Linked DNA regions of Mus musculus: regions 2 and 3 are each linked to region 1. The links are chromatin contacts, called in public HiChIP or PLAC-seq maps. All regions are on one chromosome and are shown on one strand. Each heading gives the region's core, a stretch centred on a gene start, on an enhancer-like site or on the middle of the called end of the contact. The rest is flanking DNA. Distances are from core to core; before and after follow the strand shown. Region 1 holds the start of Wnt7a (wingless-type MMTV integration site family, member 7A). Region 2 has its middle 89 kb from the start of Fbln2. Region 3 has its middle 89 kb from the start of Gm30437.

Region 1 (4,761 bases), core at 1,286-3,785:
CCTCTGGGCTTGGCCATTCCGCCATCCTCAGAATGGCTCCTGTATGCATCTGTGTACCATCACCTGCACCATTCCTGTTTCCCTGACACCGAGGAAGCTATCACAGGCCTGCCCAGAGGCAAGTCAGGAGGGCACAGAGAACTCCTTGCAGGAGAAGGGCGGAGACTGGGTTCTTCCCACCCACTCTTCTGTCTCAGCTTGTTTTCCAATCAGTTCTTCCTCCCCCCCCCCCCCCTTCCCTTTCCCAGCAGATGCCCTCAGCCTTTGCCAGGGCTGTTGCTGTCACCACAGCTGCCACAGGACTTGCAGGTCATGTGTGTCCCAACATCCATGACGTGCATGACTCTGCTTTAAGATGACAATGGTGCATATTGGAAGTGACACACCAGAGAGATGTTCTGGAGGAGACCTCAGATGACTAGACAGAGGAGGAATACAAGAGAATGTGCTATGGGTAAAGAGGACACCCAGACACTGTCCACAATGCCTCACCTGGGCAAATCTGAAGCCAGGAAGACTGAGTGGATGGCTGGTGGCATCTGGAGGGCCTTCAGTGACCTGTGTAGCAATCATAATGGATCCCACCAGTCAAGGTCACAATTAGGACTGTGGGCTGCAGTGGCTGTACATATTCCTGGTTTCCTCACAGCACAGCAGTCATTAGGGTGGGTCAGGGCTCCTGTATGCATCCATTCACCTGCACCATTACCTCTTCCCTGTTATTGAGGAAGCCATCACAGGCCCACTCAGAGGCGAGCCAGGAGGACACAGAGAACTTGCAATGGAGAACGTCTGAACATTGTAGTGGCCATGTTCTGAAAGCACCCCCAGGCTTGGGGGGGGTGATATAGCTTAGTTGGGAAAGTACTGGTTTAGCACTAGAAAAGAACTAGGTTCAATCCCTGACATCCTATAAAGCAGGGTGGGAGTGCACAGTCTGTAATCCCAGCACCCCTGAGGTGGAAGCTGGGGGACCAGTGGGTCAAGGCTATCTCCACTTCAGTCAGATTCATGCCAAAACGGCAATAAAAGTTCTCCAGCACAAATGTCCCATCTGTCCCTGAACCCATGTTGAAGTCTCCCTAGTCCAACAGGCTCCCCAGTGTCCAATTCCCTTCCCAGCCCCCATCAGTGTCTCCATGGGACACCCAGAGATACACACACACACAAATGAGTTACCTGCTTTATTCTCCAGGGTCTCCATTGGACTCCAAACTCTTCTAGGAATACAGTCCCCCTCTCTTCCCTCCACATCACTGGCTTTCTTTCTCTTCATCCTTGCTCCTCCTTCACCCACTCCTAGCTTCTACCATAATGGGCCCAAATCCTGTGATCTGCTGCGGACAGCCCAGCCACTTCCTCAGAGCTAAAACAAACATTTTAGTGCACAGAACCCTCTTTCCCATTGCCCGGTCCCCGGTCCTGTGACCTTCTCACCAGCCGGTGCCATCTGAAGCTATGCATGTGCTTACTGGACAGGGCTCCTGTACGTATCCATTTACCATCATCTGCACCTGTCAATGAGGAAGCTATCACAGGCTTGCCCAGAGGCAAGGAAGGCGCGCACAGAGAACTCCTTGCAATGGAGATTGGTTGAACAATGTAGTGGCCATATTCTGAAAGCGCCCCCCCCCCAGGCTGTACCCAGACCAAGGTCTCCCGTGTTCCTTGAATCCACGGTTGTCAGCATGGCTGGCGCCAGTAGCCCGTGGACGCATGCGTGAACAGCGGCTGTACATGAAGGTATGCATGAAGAACTGCAGTCTGGAAGGCTAAGCAGGCCTGGAGTGGAGAGAAGAGTAGGGGTCACTAGAGTTGGGGCTACCTTGTTCCAATCTGGCTATTCACCTGTTAGTGACTTTGAGTTTGACTTCACCTCCTCAGTTTCTCCAACTGAAACTTGGGCTGCGTGTCTCTGATCAGAAAGACAAAAGGCCAGAATGCACCACCTGCCGCACCCAGCAGGTGTCGCCGTGAGAGCGCTCTGAGCTTTCACCTGCGCGTGTTCTCAGGTTCTGCTACTGGTCATTGGGCTCCAGTCCAATTCCAAGTCTCCACCGGTAGCAAGATTCCGGAGGATCCTGTCACGTCTCGCCTTAGGTGCAATCAGCCCCTCGCACAGACGAGGGTGAGGAGAGAATGTGTGGGGTAGTAGTTCTGCAGGAGTCTCCACCCCAGTTCCCTGTTTCTGGCCCGTGTGACAGAGCTCTAACAAGGCGTGAGGGTTCTGAAATGAGCCTATATCCTCTACACCCAGAGGATGGCCCTTGGGCACCTGCTGGTCTCAACCTGCGAGTTAGCGAAGGATGCTAGGCAGGCAGGATTCCACCGCCCTCCACCCCCAACTCCGCTCCACGCCCCCGCCTCCCACCGCCGCGAGCTCGGAGGAGCGCCGCGGGAGCGCGCTCGGGGCAGACATCCTCGACCCGCGGGCGCTTGGGCGCGGGGCGGGCGCTCCGGGAGGCGGGCGGGGGAAGGGCGGAGAGGGAGGGGCGGGGGCGGGAGGCAGCAGCGCCCCGCAGTCCCCGCGCCTCAAACACTTGCCGCGATCGCTGGCGCGCAGCGGCGCCCCTTGTTGCGCTTGTTCTCCCCTCCTCTGGCTCCGCGGCTCCCGCGCTCTGGGACAGTCTCCAGTGCCTAGCGCGGACCGACGCACCGACGGACCGCCCAGGGAGCCTCGGCCCGCGCCCCCTGCGCAGGCTATGTGGATTGCCCCGCCGGGCCCGGCTGGCGGGATCAGCACAGCCCGGCCCGTGGCACCCGCCACCAGCGGGGACTATGACCCGGAAAGCGCGGCGCTGCCTGGGCCACCTCTTTCTCAGCCTGGGCATAGTCTACCTCCGGATCGGGTAAGCACCGCGCGCGTTCTTTCCGCGCGTGCGACGGAGGCAAAGTTGACTGGGCCCGGGAGGGAGGCGCGCTGCCCAACTTAGCTCAGGAGAGGCAGTGGGAGGTGCAGGAACCCTGAGGGCACAAAGGCTCCCCGTGAGCGGACAACCCAGGGGCGCACGCAATTCCACAGACTCGGGCAGGGGATCGGCCATCCCAAGGATCTCAGAGTCAGGGATACCTCCAGAAACAGACAGTTAAGTGTTTCTGGAAGCGAATATCTGCTCTATGGGGTCCCCAGGAACCGCCCCACCCCCCGCCCCTGCGCGCAAGCCACAAGCACAGTAGATCCGGCAGGACCACAGCCACCCCTAGAGAGCTCAATTCCCAGCAGGAATTCTACGCGCGATATTGTGAGCGCAGCCCTTTTGCAGACAGGGCTACTCATGTAGCAAACGTGGGCCCAGGACTGGGGGTGTTCCCTGGCAAAAGCATAAACCACCTTTCAGAGCTCTGGCACCGCCTCATTTCCAGCGGCCCTCAGACCCCCTTCCCAAGCTAGGAGGACAGCACATTTAACAATCAGAACCAAATAGTACGACCAGAGATAGTTAATGGCTAGTCGGAGACACCAAGGAGAGACGCTCTCTAGCCGCCACCCAAAGAAAGCAAGACAGCCGACCCTGGGGTCGCTGGGGTGGGAGCCAAAGAACCCAGGCGTCAGGAGGTGGGGCAGGAGACACTCTAACTGGAAAGTGGAAGCAGGTGGCTTCTTGCGCTGCGTTGCGCGGCCTCTCTTTGTACTTAGGAAGTGACTTGTGTGCAGCACGGTTTTGGGGACGTGGGGGGCTTTAATCATAGACAGAGGTCCTAGCGCCAAAGGGCTACCTTGGGAGGCTTCACACCTGCCTCTCTCTATACACCCCTACTACCTGTGAACCTCCTGTCGCTGCCTTGGGAAGAACTGGACCCAAGGCCAGGGGGCGTGTGTGGCAGACCCTTTGTGTTTCTCCGCCGCCACCCTCAGGGTTCCCACTTCCCCAACCCCACCTCTCTGGAATGGGATTTCAAAACCAAGTGCGCTCTGAGTGGACTAGGCGGCCTCCAGCCCAACCGCGGATCGAGAGGCGGCTTCTGGGCTCGCGCGCTGCCTGCCTGCGGGTGTGTTTTAAGTGTTATTGATTCGCCCGCGTCTGGATGGCTTTTCTTTTCTTTTCTTTTTTTTTCCCCCCCACTTGCTTTAATCTTCATCTTGGCCCGCGCACTACCGCCCTGCGCTCATCCACTCATCCAGCATCCAGGAAGCGAGGTCGGGCTCATTGGCTCTGGCCGCGTTAGGTATTATCTTCTTTTTAATTAGAAACGAGGGGCGGAGACACTAAAGACTGGAGCAGGGGAAAGCGGCAGAAAGTAAAACTCCCTGATTTCTCCGGGACCTGACACCTCATTGGCTCACTAGGGGCTACCCTAGGGGAGGAGGCGGAGGTCAGGGGGCGTGGCCTTCTCTCAGGGCAGTTGGAGGGAGGTCCCGGTTAAGAGTTTCAGTGACTTTGAACCGCTCTGCTGGGTCCGAGGGTTAAGGTCCCCAAGTCCCTTGAGGTTTCTCAGTCTGGTAGGTAAGACTGGCTCCTGTGTCACCTATGTGTGACATATTTGTGGTATTCTAATTTTACCTGGGCTGTTCAGATGACTGCAGTACTAGCCCTGGGAACCATAAGTTCCAAAAGCGATAAAAATGGCACCTCAACATGTGCTTCCTATCGACCCTCTGAGGTGCAGACGGCCTCTCAGAAGCTCTTGTTTAAGCAGTGCAGGCTCTGAGATACATAAGGGGGGTTGTGAACCTGCTCCAGGTTAGAAAGTGAAGGAAGGCTTTGATGGAAAAGGGGCCTGCCCCCTTGGGCACTAGAAAATTGCTTCTCTGAGATTCGG
Region 2 (4,761 bases), core at 1,141-3,640, 110 kb after region 1:
TCATCCCAGACTTGTCACCACCTCCGAACACAGGCCACAGCATTTCAAAGACTCTCAGTTTCCACACTGCTACTCCATACCAAAGCTATCTCATAGAGAGGCTCATGGGAGCTCTGACTTCTGTGTAAACGAGAGATAAACAGCTCCACACCTCACACTCCTCACCATACAGGTCTACTTCTTAATCTTGTCAGTTGGCAGAGGGTTGGCCAAGGAGTGAATAGTCGTCATCAGCTCCATGCAATTATCCTGGGCTTGAGTTCCTCTTGTTTAGGTCACCTTGGAAATATTCAAGGGATGGAGTCGAGCCACACCTTTCCAGAATGGACCCAGGAGCAGCTGGCAGCAGTGCTGCTGTCCACAGCCATGTGGCCAGAGCTGTCACTATCATGCATGATCCCAAGGGATATATATGTCTCTCCAGAGAGGAATTCAGATCTTAGGTTTGGGTCTAACCTCTGTCCCTACTGTCTCTGTCATGAGGCCTCCACACAGGGGATGAGAGTCCAGGCCAAACCAGCCTCCACAGCTCTCTAGCCCATGTTTGAGATTTCCTCAGCCAAGGCAGAAGTGACAAGTCCCTGCCCTGTGCCTGGTATTGCCTCTTCCCAACATTCCTCACCTGGGACTGAGGACATCAGACCCATGGCCTTGTGCCCAGTGTGACACAGCTCAGGGCAGAGTGTGGAAGAAGCTTTGACAGGAGTCTGTTCAGAGTATGCACTGGCCAGGACCAGAGTCCCTGAAGCTAGCAACTGTTTTTGCACTTCTACTTGCTTGGAAGATGCCCCAGGATCCTCTTGTTTCCTGTTTCTCATCCTAGTTTCAGCTGTGGCTCTCACAACCAGCTCTGTAATAGCAGTACCTGGAGTATCTCACAAGCCACTCCAGTGTTACCTCGTAGGTGTGACACAGCAGACCCAAGCCTCGCTGACCAGGTCAGGGGCAAGTCTGAAAGGACTATAAGGGTTGTTCAGTCCATGAACACTTACTCCAAGAGAAACGGGGTCTCTTCTGTCCTTGAGAAACTATCCTGAGGCATTTGCCAAACTTCTCTGACGGGCCCCAGCAGGTACAAGTCCTCATTCCACACAGTAGTGACTGGCTCAGGAGCACGTTCTCAGATTAGCCTCTTCCCCAGCCCTGCCTCACCCTTATCTTCTACTTCCAGTCCCTGAGATTGTATCTCAAATAGACGGGTCTTAAGCACATGGTGTGGGTGACACTTTAAGAGTGGGAGCCTTGGGAGTCTCCTTAGTTGGCCTGCTCACAAGGGCCCACAGGCAAGTCAAACATCACTGCAAAGATCATGAGGCTGTGGGTCCACAAAGCCCATGACCTGCTCCATTCCAACTTGATCCAGGATTGTGGCTTGACATGTCCTTATCCTGAAGCCGCTAACACTGGGAACTGTTATACGTGATACCAGACCCACATCACTCAACGCTCCAGACCCCAGCTTAGTCTCAACTTCCTTCTCCCCTCAGTGTCCCCACCAACACTGTAAGACAGGTTATATTATGATAGGCTGTGAAAGTCTAGCCTTCAAAGCCTTAGCTAAGACTAAGACTTTGTTGGACTTATTTGGAGACAGGGACTTTGAAGAGTGGCTGAGCCAAAATAGGGTCATAGCATAGACCCTTCATGTCATTCAGTTGGTGTCTACAGACATGTAAAGACAGCAGCCTTGAGCCATAGGGAGGGAGGGGCCTCAGAAGAACCATCTTTGAGGGCATCTTGGTTTTCGACTCCTGCTCTGTGGATCTGTAAGGAGTGGGTCTCTGTGCTGTGATGTCATGATAGCCTGAGGAAATATCACACTCGTCTACCCTATGTCCCTACCTCTGGGCCAGGCATGCAGGCCCTGCCATGATCAGAAGCCCATCTCTCTCCACCCCCCACCTGGTGTGCCAGCTGTAAAGCAAGTGCCCACCGCCCATCCATAGATGAGAAGTACCACACTTCTTCACAGGAGACAGTGAGATAAAGCCCACAATGGATCAAAAACAAAGGAGTCTGTCCTGACAGCCCTGCATCCCAAAGAATGCTCTAACTGATGGGTGGAACTGGAATCCACCCTCTCTGACTGCCCAACCTTACATATCCAGACCTATGTGGGGCTCCTCAGAGACATCTCTGGCCAGCCTGCAAAGACCTGTGCTCAGCAACAGCTGCCCATACCTCACCACTGTGGCTCAACTCAGACCCTTTTATCCTGTCCTGCAGATGAAGAGACAAGGCACTCACTGTGTCAGCCAGCCTATTCTGGGAGAATCCAGAGAAACTTAATGAATATGCAAATTGATGCAAATGATCCAGTGTGAAGCAGAGAGCAGTTTCCTTGACTCCCTTTGAGAGCTGTGCTGGTGAATAGGGGAAAATGCCTGTGAGTGGCAAGGCAATGGTCGGCATGGAAACAGGGCTGCCAAGGTGCCTAGGAGACTTCAGTCAACCCCAGAACCAACTATGTCAAGCATCCCCCTCAGCAATCCTGCTCACACTTGAGTCCCCACTTGAGCTGGAGAGTGCCCTAGACACTGGAGATGAGCTTCAACCCTGAGCCTTGAGAGCAGACTCAGGACATGTGAGTCCCAGAAAGCAAAGCTGGAAGCCCTGTAGCATCTTTCCTGTCATTAGGTAGAAGGTCTAAATTTCGGGGGCACCATCATAGGGACAGGGACCAGCAGGGCCAGAGACCAGGTCCAAAAGACTTACTCCACAGAGCCCAGATTTAGACCAAGGCAGAATAAATTCCCCGCAAACACTCTGCCCTTCCTCAGGAAGGACTCCTCTCCCGACTCAACCTATATAGCATGGTGGGCTATTTTTATTTGTGTTCCGGTGAAATAAAACAAGTTAAAGCAGAACATGAAATTTGAAGATTCCACCTTAAGGGGGAAAAAAATTCCCCCTTGCAATAACAAATCTCTAGAGCTGGTGCACTGCGGAGTGGAGCCCTCCCCGCTCAGACAAGTCCAAACGCTTCAGTGTCATGAAAACTCGGAGGACTGCTATGCCACCGAAAATTTATGACCCCCCAAATCATTCCCAAAAGACTGTGCACATTCCCCACCGAGGGCCACCTTCTGGTACAACCAGCTCCTCTCTAAGTGAGCCAAGAGGGCCACAGCTGCCACGTCAGACACATTCAGGTTGCCTGAGGCATCTGTTCTGTGGGGCCAGGAAGATTTTGTCTGAGCGCATCTGCCTAGAGACAGTGCTACCACATCCTGGAAGGTCCCCTTCCGGCCCCTAGACATGGCAGTCACCTCCACCCTCAAAGACACAGAGCATCTCAGTTCCAGCCTCAAGCCCTATGGCTCCCCACCTTCCAGTGGGGAGCTGAGGTGACTGCCCTCACACTCTCCTCTGAGAACTGCTTTTGCCTTTGAAGACGATGAACTGGAACACTTCTAGTCTGAAATTCTAAATTCTGAGCTTTGGAGATGTGGAAAGGATTTGGGGGGGGGGGCGGGAAAACTCCTCGGCCCACAAAGGAATGGAGCTGAGATGGACCCTTAGTCTTTGGGAACCCAGAACCATGGGTCTCACGCAGCAGTAAGTAAAGCAAGCTGGAAGGCAGACAGGAATTTGAATCTACAGACCCAGGTCCAACCTCCTCTAGCGCCAGACTGCCCCTGACCCAGGAACATATTTGAGATGACTTTTCTGTCAACCCAACGCTACTACAGCAAGTGTGTCCTTTTGTGCTAAAGTTGCTTCAGCGACAGATTGCACATCTGGTCCCAGTTTTCCTGCCCTCTGTCCCTAGACCCCTACCTCATCCCCCTCCCAGATCAGCAGTGGACTGACGATGCTCTTGGTCTCCCTTTGGAAGGGACTATTGCCACACTGCCCCTGTTTCTGGTCTCAGCAGACCTTCTTAGAGTCAAGTCCTTCTTCCACAGTTCCCCCAAAGTAACAGCTACACACCAGACACTTCCCTGCGGGAGCTCCTGAGACCCTGCAATCACCTGTCATGAGGCTTAAAAACAGGGCCAGAGAGGTCACACAGCCCAGTGGCAAAGTGCCAACATTAGGGCTCTTTCCCTGCTCTGGCTGACTTACCATCAGCAGCAGTGGCCCCTCCCCCTGTCCACTGCTTCCATCTGGCAAGCATGAGGGTAGGCCCTGAGCTTACCAGGCTCAGATGCAGATAACCGTGGCATTCCCTAACAGACAGTATGCCAAGGCCTGCGCAAAGCCCTCTCCATTCACACTCTCTAATCCACTCTAAGGCTCAGAGATGCTACATAACTTGCCTGAGGCCACACAGTAGGTAAGAAAAGGATTATGATGCTGGTTAGTTCAGGTGAATTAGAGGTCACACTGTAGGCAACTCAGAGGCCGATGGAGGGCCCCACAGGGGAGAGGGGTGCACAGAGCACGCCCTCTATGTAAGAGGATCACTCCTCATTCAAGTCTACAGATGGAGACACTGGGATGATCACGCCTTCTGATTCTTCAAGAGAAGGTAGAGAGGATGGGGTGTGGCTTTGTGATGGAGTACTTCAGGTAGCCAGGAAGTTCCAGCATCAGCATCAAAAGAGAAAGTATAAAACAGACCTTTGTGTGGAAAGCCACATACAGAAAAGAGCAAAACAAACAAACAACAACAAAAGTCATCAGGTTGACTGGGCACTAAGGTTGCGGGCTACATGAGGCTTGGGACTCTTCCAGTTTGAGAGGGTGAATGTGCAGCCCCCCACAGATGAGGAAACTGAGGCCTGGATGGGAAGGCAGTAATATTTATACCAGTTT
Region 3 (4,761 bases), core at 1,069-3,568, 89 kb after region 1:
GCTGAGGAGGGCCCTGTGAGAGAACAACCTCGGCAGGCGTTCATGTCCTCCTCCCTTCTGCTCTTCCGCAGAGGCAGAAGCATTCAATGGGCCTGGGGTCCGTACTCAGACTCTTTCAAGGGCTTCAAGGCAGGCTCGCTTTCTCCAGGGCTAGAGTCAGCTCCCTGCATCAGAAATGGCACCATGGGAAGGCTGAGTGGCTCTGGTTGTCCTTGCTGGGCCTCCGTCTCCCTGTTCCAAGCCAAGTCTGAGTCCCAGTGGCACCTAGTGCCAGTGAAAAGCCACCAGTTTACTGGCTCTCCCAAGCACATCTTGGCGCTTAAGTGGATGACATATATTCAGCCTCAGTTTCCCTGAGCTAAATGGGTATTCTCCAGGCAGACAAATGAAGCACCTGCCCACCTACTGTGTGCTGGTGCTCAGAAAACACTAATGCACGGCTCTTTTTACACCACAGAGGCCTTGTTTAGAAGCAAAAGAGAACCCATGAGCTAGGAGCCTACTGTATGTTTCATTCATGATAGGTACATGAATATCTTCTTATATCTTCCTGGGAAAGAGAGAGGTGTTTGTCCAAGAGTCCCCACCACTGTGCGTGCGTGCGTGCGTGCGTGCGTGTGTGTGTGTGTGTGTGTGTGTTACTAAAACCTTATGGACTGCTGCTGCTAACAGAGTCAACTGTGTGAGTGTTGAGCAGGTGGTATCTTTGGGCCCAGATACTCATAGAACAGGGCTTGGAGTTAAATAATTTTAACACAATAGATAATCCTTTCTTCTGTCCTGATCATTACAAAGAAAACCACCCTTTGGTACTTGTCTGTTTCTGCTGCTCTCCATACTGGACTTGGCACCTAGTAACCAAGAAGACAGAGGTGAGGCTCAGAGACAGAGGAACTGAGATCTGTTAGTGTTACCTCTCACTCACTGCACAGGTTGATGGGCATTTGCGTGAAATCTCCCTGGGTGGGTTTTAAGATAGTTTATCAAATTTCCATTTGCTAAGAAGCAGATGTTCTTAGAAGAAGGATAATTCCAAGGCAAGGAGGAGCCAGTGCAAGCCAAGGACACATGGGTGGTGACACTCAGGCAATCTTCACAGCTCGAAGCCTGATGACTTTTGCCCTGACTGTCACCTGCTCCAGTCTCTGCCATTGAGGCTCATCAGGTCCCCTGGACCCCCCCCCCCTTCCCTCCTCTGCAAAGATGGCAGCACTGGCCACTGTGGACCTGGGTCCCTGCCAGGTATCGTGCTGAGTGAGATGTCAGTGTGCTGTGGCTTCTGAGAGGCTGATGGGCTAATGAGGGGGCACCTGACAGCCCTGAAGACCTGACATGTCTATTCTCAGGAAGCACAACATCTGGTTTTAGCCCGGCCTTCTCCGCTCCATCTGCCCGCCCCTTCGATGGCCTAGCAGGGTCCACCTGACAGATCGCCCTCCTGATATCTTTATTATGGCTTTGAAAAGTCTCTGTGGGGGCTCCTGACCCCATCCCCTCCTGGAGAAATGCTCCCCGAGGCAGTGTGATGCAGGTCGGGTTAGGGACGAGATAGCACCTATGCTTCCTGGGCAGGCTGCTCCCCTGTCACTGGGCCTGCTCCATAAATAACAGCAGCCTCCTGCAGAGGTCCCACTGGGCCAGGGAGGTGCAGATGCTCACAGGACATGCTCAAGGCGGCGTTTCTACATTTCCTGACAGAGGTCAGCCTGAGATGAGCTGCAGGAAGTAACGATTTCCGAAAACAAGCCCTAAGTGGATTTGTGCCGCCTGGGCTGGGCCTACAGTGGTCTTCGGTAGTCTCTGATTCCCTGTACTCAGAAGGACCACATACAAGCTACCACGCACTCGCTCCTCCATTCCCTGATCATACATTGGTTTCTGGAACAAATGATCCTGTTTGTTCAAGAAAACCACGACATGAAAACAAGACTGGAGAGGTGTGTGTTAGAGAAAGAGCCAAGTGTTGGCTCTATACCACGGTCAGGACAGCAGCTGGCCTCAGCGAGAGCCACCCTTGCTATACAGGCACACCTGAACACAGCGTGGAGTCAGGACTGGCAATTCTGTCACATTTTGAATGGCCTCATCTATAAAATCCAGAATTACCCTGGCAAGATTCCAGCCTCTCCCCTGCTCCACACACACCCCAAAGTATCCAACTGCTATCACTAGGAGAGAGGCGTGGAGCATCATGGGCTGGAGTGGCTGCACCAGTCCTGGCTATAAAACTCTGAGCATAGGCTACCCCATACTCCAGGGTTTCCTGAGCAACCATAAATGGAAAAGAAGCCTGAGAGAGCACGCACTGCATGTGGGTTATATGCTTGCACTGAGCATGTGCGAACCTTTCTCCATGTCATTATCCACACAATGCAGCATAACAGCTATTTAGCAGCATTTCTCCATGTCATTATCGCTACACAATACAGGGAGCAGCATTTACCCTAGCATGGATACTGCCGTGGCATTGTGAGCAGTCTGGCATGTACATGAACAAAGGGTTGTGTGGGTTACAAGCGCAAGCCACACTATTTCACAGAAGTTACACGGTGGTAACTGGGCTTCATGGTATGGTGGTAAAAATCTAGTGACATCCAAAGGGTGCCCATTAACTTTCACTTCCTCAGTCCTTTGCATGCAGTCACCCCACAGCTTGCCTCTCCTTTGTGCAGATGAGGAGCTGAGTCCCAGAGGCACAGTGATGGTCTCAGGACTGGAGCCAGAGATAAGCTTCGTCTTGGTCTCAGAGGTCAACGACACCTCTCATACCCCACAGGAAGCTGGCACTCACCTGCCTACTGAAGGTGAGAAGTTCATGGAAGTGGCAGACTGGGAATATGCCATGACATGCTGCAGGTGGCTTGCTGCAGGTAGCTGCTGACCCCCTTCACACTGCTTGTAGTCATAGGCTAGACTTATAGGTTGTCGCCCAATGGCACATCAAGCACACCCTGTGCATGCTAAGTCATATGATGCTATGTAACAACCCCAGTTGTGCATCTGCAACTCACCCAAGTGCAGGTGAGACATGGTTTTAAAAACTGGCATCATCTTCACTCTGAGCATGTGCACTTCTGGTCAGCACTCCCTGAACAATGCTGCAGAGTCGCCATCTGCAAGCCCTTTGACTTCACACTGCGAGCTCCAAGCCACCTATGATGCTTAAAAGCATGTGGGAGAACATTTAGAGTTTCTGAGCAAATACCTTACATTAGATGAGGGACTTGAGCAGCTGTGGGGTTAGGAATCCATGGAGGATCCTGAAACCGACACCTCCCAGATCGGCAGGAACGATTATGTAATAAATAATGTCGTCGGGGAGCTGGTGAGGGTGCTCAGTAGTTAAGAGCGCTTGCTGTTCTTCCAGAGGACCTGGGTTCAGTTCCTTATTGGGTAATTCACAACTGCCTGTAACTCCAGCTCCAGGCAATCAGAGGCCCTCTTCTGGCCTCTGAGAGTACCCACATACATGCACATGCGCTCGCGCGCATGTGTGTGTGCGCACACACACACACACACACACACACACAGAGGGAGAGAGGGAGGGAGGGAGACAGAAGGGGAGGGAGGAAGAGAGGAGGGGATAAAAACAAGGAGTGGAGAAATGGCTCAGCAGTTAAAAGCATTTGTTGCTCTCTACAGAGGACCCAACTTCAGTTCCCAGCATCTACGTGGTGGCTTTCACCTGTCCAATTCCAGGGACTCTGACACCTTCTCCTGACCTCTGCAGGTACTAGGCACAGGTATATGTGCCATACTTACATGCATGCAGGCAAAACATTCATACATATTTTAAAACTTTTTAAATTATTAAATAAAATAATTTTTTAAAAAAATGAAGCATGCTGGAATTAGGTGGGGCCAGCCTTTTCACCAAGATGGCGCCAAAAGCGAAGAAGGAAGCGCCTGCCCCTCCCAAAGCTGAAGCCAAAGCGAAGGCCTTGAAAGCTAAGAAGGTGATTCTGAAAGGCATCCACAGCCACAAAAAGAAGAAGATCTAAACGTCCAGCGGCCCAAGACCCTGCAGCTCTGGAGGCAGACAAAATATCCTCGAAAGAGTATGCCCAGGAGAAACAAGCTTGACCACTATGCTATCATCAAATTCCCACTGACCACTGAGTCAGCCATGAAGAAAATAGAGGATAACAACACTCTAGTGTTCACTGTGGATGTCAAGGTCAACAAGCATCAGATCAAACAGGCTGTCAAGAAACTCTATGACATTGATGTGGCCAAAGTCAATACCCTGATAAGGCCCGATGGAGAGAAGAAGGTGTATGTTCGCTTGGCTCCTGATTATGATGCCCTAGATGTTGCCAACAAGATTGGGGTCCTCTAAACTGAGTCCAGATGGATAATTCTAAATATACACTTTTTTTTTCACCATAAAAAATGAAGCATGTGTTATTTCTATAGTGTCAGAATGAATGAATGAATATGTATACCATGTTATATTCTAGTTGTATTTGTACATTATCGCCTCAGGAAACACACAATTATTGTAAGTAACAGCTGCTGCTCCCAGAGCTTTTAGCCTGCCTCTGTGTGTTCCTACCTGGAAGGATCTGTTAGATTATATAAAATATTCAATTATATTCTATAGTAGATCTGATAGAATATAATTGAATATCATATATAATCCAACATGTATATATATATATATATATATATATATATATATATATATATATGATATATAGTTCGTTGTACTAATTATTTAATCTTAATTGGGGGTAAGGAGCAAGGTCACATAGCATCCCT

What was found. HiChIP or PLAC-seq counts read pairs in DNA pulled down with a chosen protein or histone mark.
Region 2: an H3K4me3 HiChIP or PLAC-seq map of embryonic forebrain shows a contact between it and region 1, with 5 times the contacts expected there. The contact joins the enhancer-like site here to the promoter of Wnt7a in region 1. A contact is called at or near these places in 20 of 39 promoter capture datasets (the 3T3-L1 cell line, 3T3-L1-derived adipocytes, the C10 cell line and 12 more), 1 of 15 datasets of contacts at CTCF or cohesin (pro-B cells), 53 of 484 Hi-C or Micro-C datasets (the 3T3-L1 cell line, 8-cell embryo, the AML12 cell line and 31 more), 25 of 115 datasets of contacts at active chromatin or transcription factors (astrocytes, craniofacial prominence, differentiating embryonic stem cells and 13 more) and 3 of 9 other capture datasets (adipose tissue, liver and pancreatic islet).
Region 3: an H3K4me3 HiChIP or PLAC-seq map of embryonic basal ganglia shows a contact between it and region 1, with 2.2 times the contacts expected there. The contact joins the enhancer-like site here to the promoter of Wnt7a in region 1. A contact is called at or near these places in 5 of 39 promoter capture datasets (HPC-7-derived erythroid cells, the SN4741 cell line, cranial neural crest and 2 more), 2 of 15 datasets of contacts at CTCF or cohesin (large pre-B cells and pro-B cells), 4 of 484 Hi-C or Micro-C datasets (the HPC-7 cell line, embryonic fibroblasts and nephron progenitors), 15 of 115 datasets of contacts at active chromatin or transcription factors (craniofacial prominence, embryonic basal ganglia, embryonic forebrain and 6 more) and 3 of 9 other capture datasets (adipose tissue, liver and pancreatic islet).

Annotation. Positions count from the first base shown.
Region 1 is chr6:91,409,127-91,413,887 of GRCm38.p6, reverse strand. It overlaps Wnt7a (wingless-type MMTV integration site family, member 7A), which reads left to right and starts at 2,535. Exons shown (of 4, transcript NM_009527.4): 1 at 2,535-2,849. The coding sequence starts at 2,779. It overlaps Gm30437 (a long non-coding RNA gene), which reads right to left and starts at 2,560. Exons shown (of 2, transcript XR_377869.4): 1 at 1,877-2,560; 2 at 1,172-1,782.
Region 2 is chr6:91,299,635-91,304,395 of GRCm38.p6, reverse strand. No RefSeq gene overlaps it. Among named protein-coding and RNA genes, the nearest start is that of Fbln2, 89 kb to the right of the region's middle. Within about 2 kb of position 2,390, at least 64 of the 459 cell types and tissues checked have an H3K27ac peak or open chromatin away from gene starts, as enhancers often do. A contact at or near this core is called in astrocytes, cerebral cortex, cortical neurons and 10 more, where this site is marked.
Region 3 is chr6:91,320,153-91,324,913 of GRCm38.p6, reverse strand. No RefSeq gene overlaps it. Among named protein-coding and RNA genes, the nearest start is that of Gm30437, 89 kb to the left of the region's middle. Within about 2 kb of position 2,318, at least 11 of the 459 cell types and tissues checked have an H3K27ac peak or open chromatin away from gene starts, as enhancers often do. A contact at or near this core is called in embryonic basal ganglia, where this site is marked.